Linked DNA regions of Zea mays: region 1 is linked to region 2. Evidence: chromatin contacts called from public Hi-C data. All regions are on one chromosome and are shown on one strand. Each heading gives the region's core, a stretch centred on a gene start, on an enhancer-like site or on the middle of the called end of the contact. The rest is flanking DNA. Distances are from core to core; before and after follow the strand shown.

Region 1 (5,123 bases), core at 947-3,446, 240 kb before region 2:
GCTGCCAGTGTTTAAAATAGCGGGCTAAGGCATTTACCCCGGCCTTTTTAACAGCTAGAAAAGGATATATCCGGATATCGCCGCAGCTAAATGTTTTAGCGATTTTCAGAACATAGAACAATCGAGTAGCATTCTTTATGTAATAAACTAATAACCAAAGAAAAAAATACAATAGGTGGTTCAGACTTCAGAACCAGAAATTATAGTCCTTGTACGCCCAGCCGGGAACGCAGCTGCAAACTCAGCCACCACCGTCAGATACCGATCGATCGAGCTAAACCAATCTATGGCTGAACCTAAAATTGAGTTGCAATGCAAAGCTAACCCGCTCACGATGCCGCAGAGCGCTCTCCGGTACTCATCAAACAGTGGAGACTAGAGCCGAACAGAGCAGCAATGTCCTCGTGCGTCAGGAGCAGCAGCGTCCTCGTGCGCCAGGAGGAGCAGCGTCGGCCCACGCGTACACGCGTACACGCCAGGGCGTCTCGAGTCTCGACCACGCGTACACGCCGCTGCCCTACGCCGGCGTCCCTCGGTGGCTGCTGCTGCTGGACAGAGGGCGAGGAGAGGAGCAACGGGAGTTGTGAGTGTGACTGTGACACAAGCGACGACTAAGGTTAGCAACGGGAGCAACTGGGCATGTGTCGACATGTTATTTTGTTTTGGGCCTAAATTTCATTTGGCCCACAACGCACAACAACTCCTTTAGCGGGCTAAATGATGTAGTGTTTAGCTGTTTTAGCGGGCTAATGTCCGCTATTAGCGGTTCTCTCCGTTTAGCGCTAAAATGTGATTATCTTATCCCAACCTTCTGCAACAACTATATCCAGCTATTTTAAACATTGGCTGTTGCAGACTGTCAAATGTATAGCTTTTCAGCCTGTTTTTTTGTGTGGATCGCTTTTGTGAAAACCATCCAATCTCAATCTGAACGCATAGAATTGACCAAGTCTCACGAAAGTAGGAACCCGTCACTTTCTAGATCATAAACCCTATAGACCCATTTATCTTACTCCGCACGTAATCTTCACAATACTTAGATTCTCCCCACAACATATACATCATTTATTTAATTCTCCAACCTATCCATCCACATTATTTTTGTCTCTAAACTAGTAAACTATCCATTTTGACCCTTAAAATTATGTAGCTATATCATTTCAGTCCCTAAATTGCTACTCGTTAATCACCTATTAGTTACTCAATCTCCGTTCGCTTCTTCATGGCTCTAAGACCCAAATATAGATCGAGGATCTAAACAGGTGATTAACTTGTAATTTTGTGAGATTAGAGATTGTAATGACATAAATAAACAAGTTTGATGTTCCAAAATGCAATTTATGCGTTTAGAAAACCAAAATGCAATTTATTTGATATTATAATCTATTTTCGGATTATATAATCTAATTTATTTTAAACTAAGTATTTTCAATTAATACTTAGTTTGAAATAAGTTATATAAAACCTAGACAGATTATAATTTAAACAAACCGACTCTAACTCTGAGAATATAAATGTTTTATCTTGAACGGAGGGAATAATTCTTTTACTTTTTTTATATCGATGGAGCAGACAAACTGACAAAGTGCATACCTCGTCCTTGTACTGCGTTGCCGTAGCCCGTACATGTGGTAAGGTTGATGCGCACGCGTGGCGTTCCCCTCATCCGCATGGGTAGCTCATGCCACGTCTTGCACAGCTGCACAAGCACACTGTACGACCGATGGGATGTTTCATGATGGAACTTGAAAGCTCCTTGGACTTCGAGAGCATGTCAATATTTTTTTTTCAGAAAAAGAGAACATTCGAGGTGCTTGGCGCATAATTGAGGGTGTGTTTGGTTTGACTTTTGGCTTTGGCTTTTGCCCCCCTAAAAGCCAAAAGCCAACCAAAGGGTTGGATCCAGGAAACAACTTTTTCTAAAAGCCGACTTTCTCGTAGTGCAAATCTAAAAGCACCCCTGGACCTGCTTTTAGTGGCTTTTTGGATGGAACTGTGAAAACATATATCGAAGAATTTTTAATGACTTTTAGTGGTTTCCACCAAACGGTTTTTAGCTTTTTAACAGCTTACAGCCTACAGCAGCTTTTTCCACAGCTCACAGCCCACAGCAACTTTTTTCACAGCCACAGCCCAACCAAACAGACCCTGAACCCACTATGTTTTTTTCCAAAAAAGAGAACACATGAGGACCCGTTAGCCCAATTAGGCCGCAGTTTAACCGGCCACGGTACCTTCACAGCGCCAACGCCACAGAAACCGCCTCTCGAACCTCCTGGAGGCCGTCTGCCGGCGACTTGGAGTTGGAGGTGGACGCCTCGAGCGGTCGAGCCTCGCTGGACCAGTCGGTCGCCGCGGTGTCGTACCCGTACGCGTGGAAGCGGGAGCATGCGCGATGCGGGCGTGTGCGTGGGGAGGAGTCGACGACGGGTAACCACGGCGAGCGGCGAATGCAAAGCCCGCCCAGTCTCGTCGTTCTCCTCCCCTTCGCCTCCCGCCAGGCACGTCTGCCAGTGCGTGGCGGCCGCGGCGCGAGTGTTGGAGGTCTCGAGGGGCTGGTGGTTCGGAGCACGTCGAATTTGTTCGCGTGGGCTACTATAGCCGCCGCATGGGGCACGAAAGCTAGCGTCGAGAGCTCTGGATGGCGATGCTCGGCGAATCGGCCATCCAATCACCAAGCTTCGAACGGACCGCCGGCAACCGGCGGTGAGGAGGCGAACGTCGTAAAGCTTCTTCTCCAGGTGTGCTTTGCATTCGCCCATTCGCCCTACTCTCTTCTCGCGCACGGGACTGCTGGTGGGATTACACTATCGGAGCGGGCCTGAAAATTGATCTTGCATTTACAGACCAGCTTAATTTAATCGGTTGAGGTGGATTGTGTTTTATGGGGTAGCTCATAGCTGGAGTCAATGTTTGGTTCATTTATAGGCCCAATTAGGTGGGCTGAAGCTGCATAATGTAGGACCCGTCTCCTCCAGGTATCGATGCTATTAGCCTATTACACGAACCTTGTGCATGCTTCCTCAAATTGGGTCTTGTCGGCCAGGAACTACCGTGCGCTTTTGCTGAGCAACATCCATGTTAGGGCTTGTTCGGTTTCATCTCAATCCATGTGGATTGGAGGGGATTGAGCGGGTTCAAATCCATAGTAAGTCAAAATGTCTACTAAAATTTTCCAATCCCGTCCAATCCATGTGACGTAGGAATAACCGAACAAACCCTTATTGGTTGCTATGGTTCTTATGGAAAAGTAGGTAACTTGCAGATTGAGTTTTGGGACCAGTTATAGTAAGGCTCACTGTTGGGATCTTCTTGGCTAATTGTTTGTTTGGATCTTCTTGTTTTTCAGTGATTAACAATTAGCCAACAAATACTTAGTTGGCAAACAATTAGTCAGGTATGTTTGGAGTCTAGGCACATATGTCTTTTTATTTTTTTAATCTATTAGCACATATTAGCAAGTTCTAATGTCTAATAGGCAAACAATTTGTCAGCCTTCCGGCTAATAATTAACCAATTTATTATTCATCCCTTGGAGTACAAGGTGCTAAAATTAGCCGACAGTGTCAGATGGATCCAAACAGGGATCACAAAACTTGTCACTGAGAGACCACGTTAGGCCTCGCATTTGGATCAACGACTAAACTTTTATCATCTGCAACGGCAAGAGGGGAAACAAGCTAATACTCCCTCCATTTTTATTTGACGTTTTTAGTTTAATTTTGTACTATTTGGCGTCAAATATAAAAGGATGGAGGCAATACCTTTTTAACAGTTAGCAACTTATTTTAGATCATCCGAACAGGGCTGGTAGTGAAAGCGGAGTGCAACTAATAACTCATGTATTTTAACTTAGCAACCTATTTGCACACCATATGCATTTTCTATTGGATCTGTGACTGAATCTTGGAGGAGCACCAGAACAAATTGTAGATGCATGATGGTGTTCATGGAGGAGTAAGGTCGATTAGGGTTTAGGGGTGTCACTTCAGTGGTCGAGTTGGAACACTAGTGTCCATTATACATTAATTGATAAATCAATAACATAACATATATAAACTGCTATTCTTATGTGGCTTTAGGCCCCCGGCCTGAGGGGGGAATAGAGTGTGTTTCTATATTTATTTTCCTTTTTGTTAGAAACTCAGGACACTCTAACCAGTAATAGTTCCTATGAATTATTATAATATTGTTAGGAACTCTTTTTTTTATCATGCATGGAACATAAATTATGTTAGCCTTTCTTAGTATTCAACTTTTGTTTGGCATAAGCTACTATACATATATATTAGAAGAAAGCTTCTACAATTTTTTTGTGTACCACATCCATATGTTTTGCATTTATTGGACTGTGTATCTCTATGGATTCCTTAATGCGGTCATAGAAATTTTCAATTTTAGTGTTATTTTTTCTCATAAATAATGCGAAGCAAATCACATAGGTACCAGTCTACCAATTTATAATGTTTTTGTAGACATAAATGACCGATTAACATCTCAAGGAGCCAATTACTGATTAAGGTAAAATACTTTTTTCTTGCGTGAGTTCCAAGGAAACCTTGGTACTATTGTTCTCTGTCATCTCAAGTGAATTGCCATTTGTTATTTTGCCATGGGCATACTTTGATAGCCCTGAGCCAAACTGTGAAACTATTATGATGCCCGGCGGCTGCACTGTACAAAGGGCAGGAATAAGACAGAAAATAGGAACTCTTGATCTATTTTGTACTTAATCCAAAGTAGATGTTTTTTTCTCAAACACATAGGAGAGTTAGAGTATAAGAATACAACACAACCTAAAATATAGACTATGTTTGCGCTATTAGCAGAATAAAATGACCCCACCATAAGAATAACTATATGAGTGAGGGGACAACCTCGGATTTTGGGATCCATGCCTCCAGGGTGGCCGCCCCTCTTGCCCAAGGTTATTAAAAACGTTTTAAAATGATAAAACGTTGAAACGCATATGGGTTAAGTTTTGACTTTTAAACGACATTGGGAAAATACCAATATATTATAATTTTAAACAATAACATGAAGTTAAATACTAAAACAGAAAGTCTAGTAGCTTACCAAAACAGAGGCATAGAGGATGAGTGGAGTCGACTGCTGGGTGCTGG
Region 2 (4,898 bases), core at 466-2,965:
GCAAGCCCCTTGTGGAATTTCTGCCATTGCATGAGCAGAATTTCATGATGTTTTCAGATGGCAAGCTGAGCAGGCGTCAGTATTCTGCCCAACGCTAACCTGTATCTAGTTGACGTTGCAGCTTCACCTTGTCAAAGCTTTTTGTGTCTGAAATTGGGTGCGGTGCGGTCGCAGCTGAAACGGCACCGGTGGCCTAGTGGCATTCTGCACAGACCACAGAGCAGCGATCGCGGCCGGTATCCCACTCTCCGCACCGCGGTCTGTCATCGGGCCTGTTTGGTTCAGTTTTTTTTCTGAACCGTTATTTTGAAAATCTGTCTGTGGGAAGAATCTGAGTATCATTACGATTACGTGTGGAGAAAGATAAAGTTATTCATAGGGCTCAGGATCTAGAAAGTGACGGATTCCTACTATTACAGCGACTCAACCGATTATGTGTTTATGTTGATTTTGGATGGTTTTTGCCCCAACGAATTTTATAGAAGCTGGCTGAAATGCTGAGCGTTTGGCAGTCCGCAGCAGCTTTTGGTGGCCAGAAGCTGCCAGAAGCCCGGAACCGTACACGCGCCGCGGCCGCACGATCGTGTATCGGGCCTACGCCGCGCGACGACGCGAGTGCTCCCGGCTCCCGCACTGGCTCAATGTGTCACTCCGCCGCCTCGTCTCCGTCGTGGCCCGCCTCAGATGTAGAGAAAATAATGAGGAGGTTAGATGAGAAATTACTAAATTTAATAACTTTATTTAGAGAAATGTTGGAGAGAAATTTTTATATTAGAGAAAAAGAGTTATCTAAATTATTGATTTAGAAAGTCTTTTAGAGCACGTAACTAGTGAAGTTGCTCTCACCACTGGCCACAACGCGGGCAGAGGTCTCTCCTCTCTCCATATCTATAGTCAAGGTCCCAAGGACGACGACGAGTCACAGCTAAGCAAAGGTTTCCACCTTGGCTGCCTTAATCTCTAATCAACCAAGTGCAGGCAGCACCCCAGCGCTCGATTTGTTCTCTACGTCGCGAGGAAACCGCGTATACGCGCGCGTTCCCTGCGCTCTGGCTCAGCGAGCACATGCGATGCGAAGCCTGCTCGCTTTTGAGCTCCCAACCCAAACTTTCTTCCCAAGAATGAGGGTCCGCGTCAGCACGTACGTACGTACGTCGCCTTGTCGAGAACCCGAGATGGTTTGGAGAAAGGTGAAAGTGACAAAAGGACCGAGCAAGGCCACGAATGAGTGACCGTTGCCGAGCAGTCGCGCACATCTTTTGCCTGAGGGCTTTTTCACATGGGACTCGTGCATGAGATGAGATGAGATTCGCACAACTTCTCCACGTATGGTTCAATTACTAAGAACGTACGAATGAATTCAACAGAACACGTCCAGTTCAATTACCAAGGATTTAGCCGCGCTAGAAGAAGAAGAAAAAAAATCCAGCGTTTCAATCGTTGGTTTCGACCGGGATTTAACCCACCAGCATACGTACTAGATTGGACCTAATTTGGGTGGCTAATAAAATGACATCCAGGATGCCATCTCTCCAGCCCGTCCGATCCTACGTTTAATAAACATGAAGAATCACGCAAAACTGTCTGCAGCCACCTTTTTTTCTACTCGGCCACGGGCCACCCACGAGTTCAGTACTCGTTCAGAGACCACTCGCAAAACCCCCGTCTCCGGTCTCCCACTCTCCCTCGCCTCGTTCCGCTCCCGTCCCCAACTCCTGCATCGGCTGGGCTCTCGCCACCGCAGCACCGCCCCGCCGCTCGCCGACCACGCCTCCCGCCGCCGCAGAGCTCCAGCTCTCACTCACTGCTCTCGCAGGCGTCCTCTTCCTTCCGCTTCCGCTTCTGCTGGAGACGGTATCCGTCTGGACCTGGAGGACTGGACTGGGCTCTCCTTTCGCTGGTAAGGAGAGGTCTCTTCTGTTTGCCCGCCGTGATCTCTCAACTCCAAACGCTACTCTGTCCGATGGACGCTTGGTTCCGCTCAGTTCGTGCCGGATTGTTCGTTTGGCGGAGTGCTAAGCGGTAGCTTATTTGTCCGAAATTCCGGAGGGGTTCGAGTTCAGTCGTCGAACTCGAACCCCCATGCCCGACGTGAAGTTCGCCTGCCATCAGCTTTCAAGGGACGGGACGGGACGGGAGTTCCTGTGTACTACTCCAGATGCTTCGCCGCCAGGGCATTTGATCATTTGTGTTTGAGCAAATGTCTAGGACTTGTGAAACTTCGGCCATACATAGGTGTCGTCGCTTCATGGTGTGTGTGTCCCTGTGTTCAAGTGCTCTTCTGTCTTCCCTGAAGAACCGGCATTGTTTTACTGCACGGCGTATAACGGGAGCTCGTCGCCGATGTCCTATGCACATGAAATCGGAACCCGTATTTGTTTATTTATTCAGTATCATGAGAACTTCTTTAACCAGTTCGTGCGTGGTTTGGCATGTTAGTGGCATCCTAATCCTATTATTGGTTTACTTTGCGCTCATCACAATGCACCTTATACTGCTCACTCAACTTACACATGGCTGTTCCTTTTCGTCAGGTCATATGGTGCCATCGGAACCACAGACTGTAGTTGAGAACAAGCATTCCACAAGTGTGGGTGCCGAAGAGGTTATAGTAGTACAGTAATGCTGGTTCCTTGTTTTCTTCGTCTTTGCCAAACATGAAGTTTGATATGTTTCTTGTCTGTCAGCTTCTTTTGACAAAAGATGAAAGCACATCTACCACTGTCGTCCAAGGTGCAGGCTCCTTAATGTCACCAAAAGGTGTTCAAGAGGAAGCTAGCTTTATGGGTAAGGGTAAAGGTGGAGAACAACAGTTGGGCTACCAGCCCAATGTGTATGTTTCTCAGCCACACACACCCTTTTCTGGAGGTTAGACTTCTTTTTTGTTTCTCTGTGTTGATGCTTACACCTACCTGTACATTGTTGCACAAGATAGAATGCACTAATGCTGCATAATATGGTCTGACTATAATCTGCCCCCCCCCCCCCCCCCCCCCCCCCAATAAAAGACAAATTCATGCATTTACGTCTATAAGAATTACCTATTATTTAGCCCCCATGATAGTTTTTTCTGCTTGACTTGATCTAAGCTTTTGCTTTCATGACTTCATCTACAGGATACTCGAACCATTTGGATCAATGGGAGGGATACCCATATGCTGTGAGTGCAGAGGGACTTGATGCTGCATACCCTGTAAACCTGTTTCTTAATTTTCTTGAACATGTTTACTGAAGTGATTTTACTGCAAAACTAGTTACTCATGTATCTCCTCAATATGCAAACATTTCACAGGTGACGTATGGAGCTTATTCCCCTTTGTCAGCCATTGGAGATAGCCATACATATTTCTCTTTGCTCTGCCCCTTGTCAAGGCCTTGCTACCAGCCACCTGCTTCTCCAAACATGAGATATTCAAGTCCTGGTACTGGAATATCTCAATTTTATCCTATGCACCAGTATTACAGTCCTGACGAAGTTCATTACTCAGTGACTCCTAGCTTCTATCAGCCTTTTGGTTCTTTTAACGGAGGTAAGAATTCATTTTGTCGATACCTTTGTGGCTGTTTATAGTATATATGAAATTTGATTTCTTTTACTGTATAATTCCCATTCCATTTTGGAAATTTGTTGCAGTTCCAATGCAACCGAGTAGTTTTCCTGGATTTTTTGGGCAAGGAAACATACCCCTGACTTCTAGAATGGTATGTGGTCATTTAATTGCATTCTAGCATGTTCTTGTGAATTGATATATCAGTGACTATGATCCAAACATGGTTCTATAACTAGATGGATTTTTAATTATACTTCCCCTGCACTTTCCATGCCAGTTTTGTTGTTTTGGAACTGATGGCATGCATTCTTTTAGCATCAGGAGTCCATGTCTAATTCTGGATCACACAAGGCATTCCAGCAAGGTGGTAAATTTGGAGGCAGTACACAAAGTTGGAGCACTGCTAGTTGCAAATTCGGTACCTTCAAGGATGAGAAGTGCTCTCCTGACTTTCTGAATGAGCAATGCCGTGGCCCAAGGGCCACCAAAACAAGGAAAGAAGTGGGGAGCTCTTCAACCGAAGACAAAAATAAGAATGTCTTGCCAATAGCTGATTCTGATAAATACAACCACCCTGGTTTTGTGACTGAGTACAAGGATGCCAGATTTTATGTAATAAAATCCTACACTGAAGATCACATTCACAAGAGCATAAAGTATAATGTTTGGGCCAGCACTCCCAGAGGGAACAGAAAGTTAAATGCTGGTTATCATGAGGCAAAAGCGAAGGAAGATCATTGTCCTATTTTCTTGTTTTTCTCGGTATGGTTATTCACTTTATCGTTATATTTTTTTAACCATTTGCATTCTTACTGAGGGAGAAACAGGACAATCTCCATGCCCACGAGTGCCCGGTTACCATATGATTTGGCTTGGAGTTGGTCACTGTGCTAAACGAAGATGACTTATCAATTTACGACTATTTTTTTGCAGGTTAATAGCAGCGGTCATTTCTGCGGTGTGGCTGAGATGATTGGACCTGTCAATTTTGACAAGAGTGTTGATTACTGGCAGAATGAAAGATGGAATGGCCAATTCCCTGTCAAATGGCACATTGTTAAGGATGTCCCAAACAACATTGTCCGGCACATCATCCTAGAGAACAATGAGAACAAGCGAGTTACAAATAGCAGGGACACGCAGGAGGTGCAAATACAACTGATGCACATAGTTCCCATCTAGCTTTATGTTTCTGGGCAATTTTTGAACAATAGTTCCATTAACTTAACAAGCTAACTTGCAGGTGAAACTGAAGCAGGGTCTCCAGATGTTAGCCATCTTCAAGAACCATGAAGCCCAGACAAACATCCTTGAGGACTTCGACTTCTATGAGCAACGAGAGAAAGC

Evidence for each region. Hi-C and Micro-C count contacts between places; a contact is called where the count stands out from the background.
Region 1: a Hi-C map of an unstated tissue shows a contact between it and region 2, with 2.9 times the contacts expected there. The contact joins the promoter of LOC103648407 here to the promoter of LOC100381631 in region 2. A contact is called at or near these places in 2 of 25 Hi-C or Micro-C datasets (bundle sheath and an unstated tissue).

What each region holds. Positions count from the first base shown.
Region 1 is chr2:11,810,620-11,815,742 of Zm-B73-REFERENCE-NAM-5.0, reverse strand. It overlaps LOC103648407, which reads left to right and starts at 2,196. Exons shown (of 3, transcript XM_020548143.1): 1 at 2,196-2,741. The coding sequence starts at 2,451.
Region 2 is chr2:11,568,504-11,573,401 of Zm-B73-REFERENCE-NAM-5.0, reverse strand. It overlaps LOC100381631, which reads left to right and starts at 1,715. Exons shown (of 9, transcript NM_001174448.1): 1 at 1,715-1,900; 2 at 2,535-2,605; 3 at 2,688-2,868; 4 at 3,117-3,193; 5 at 3,293-3,530; 6 at 3,635-3,702; 7 at 3,867-4,313; 8 at 4,485-4,697; 9 at 4,795-4,898. The coding sequence starts at 2,540.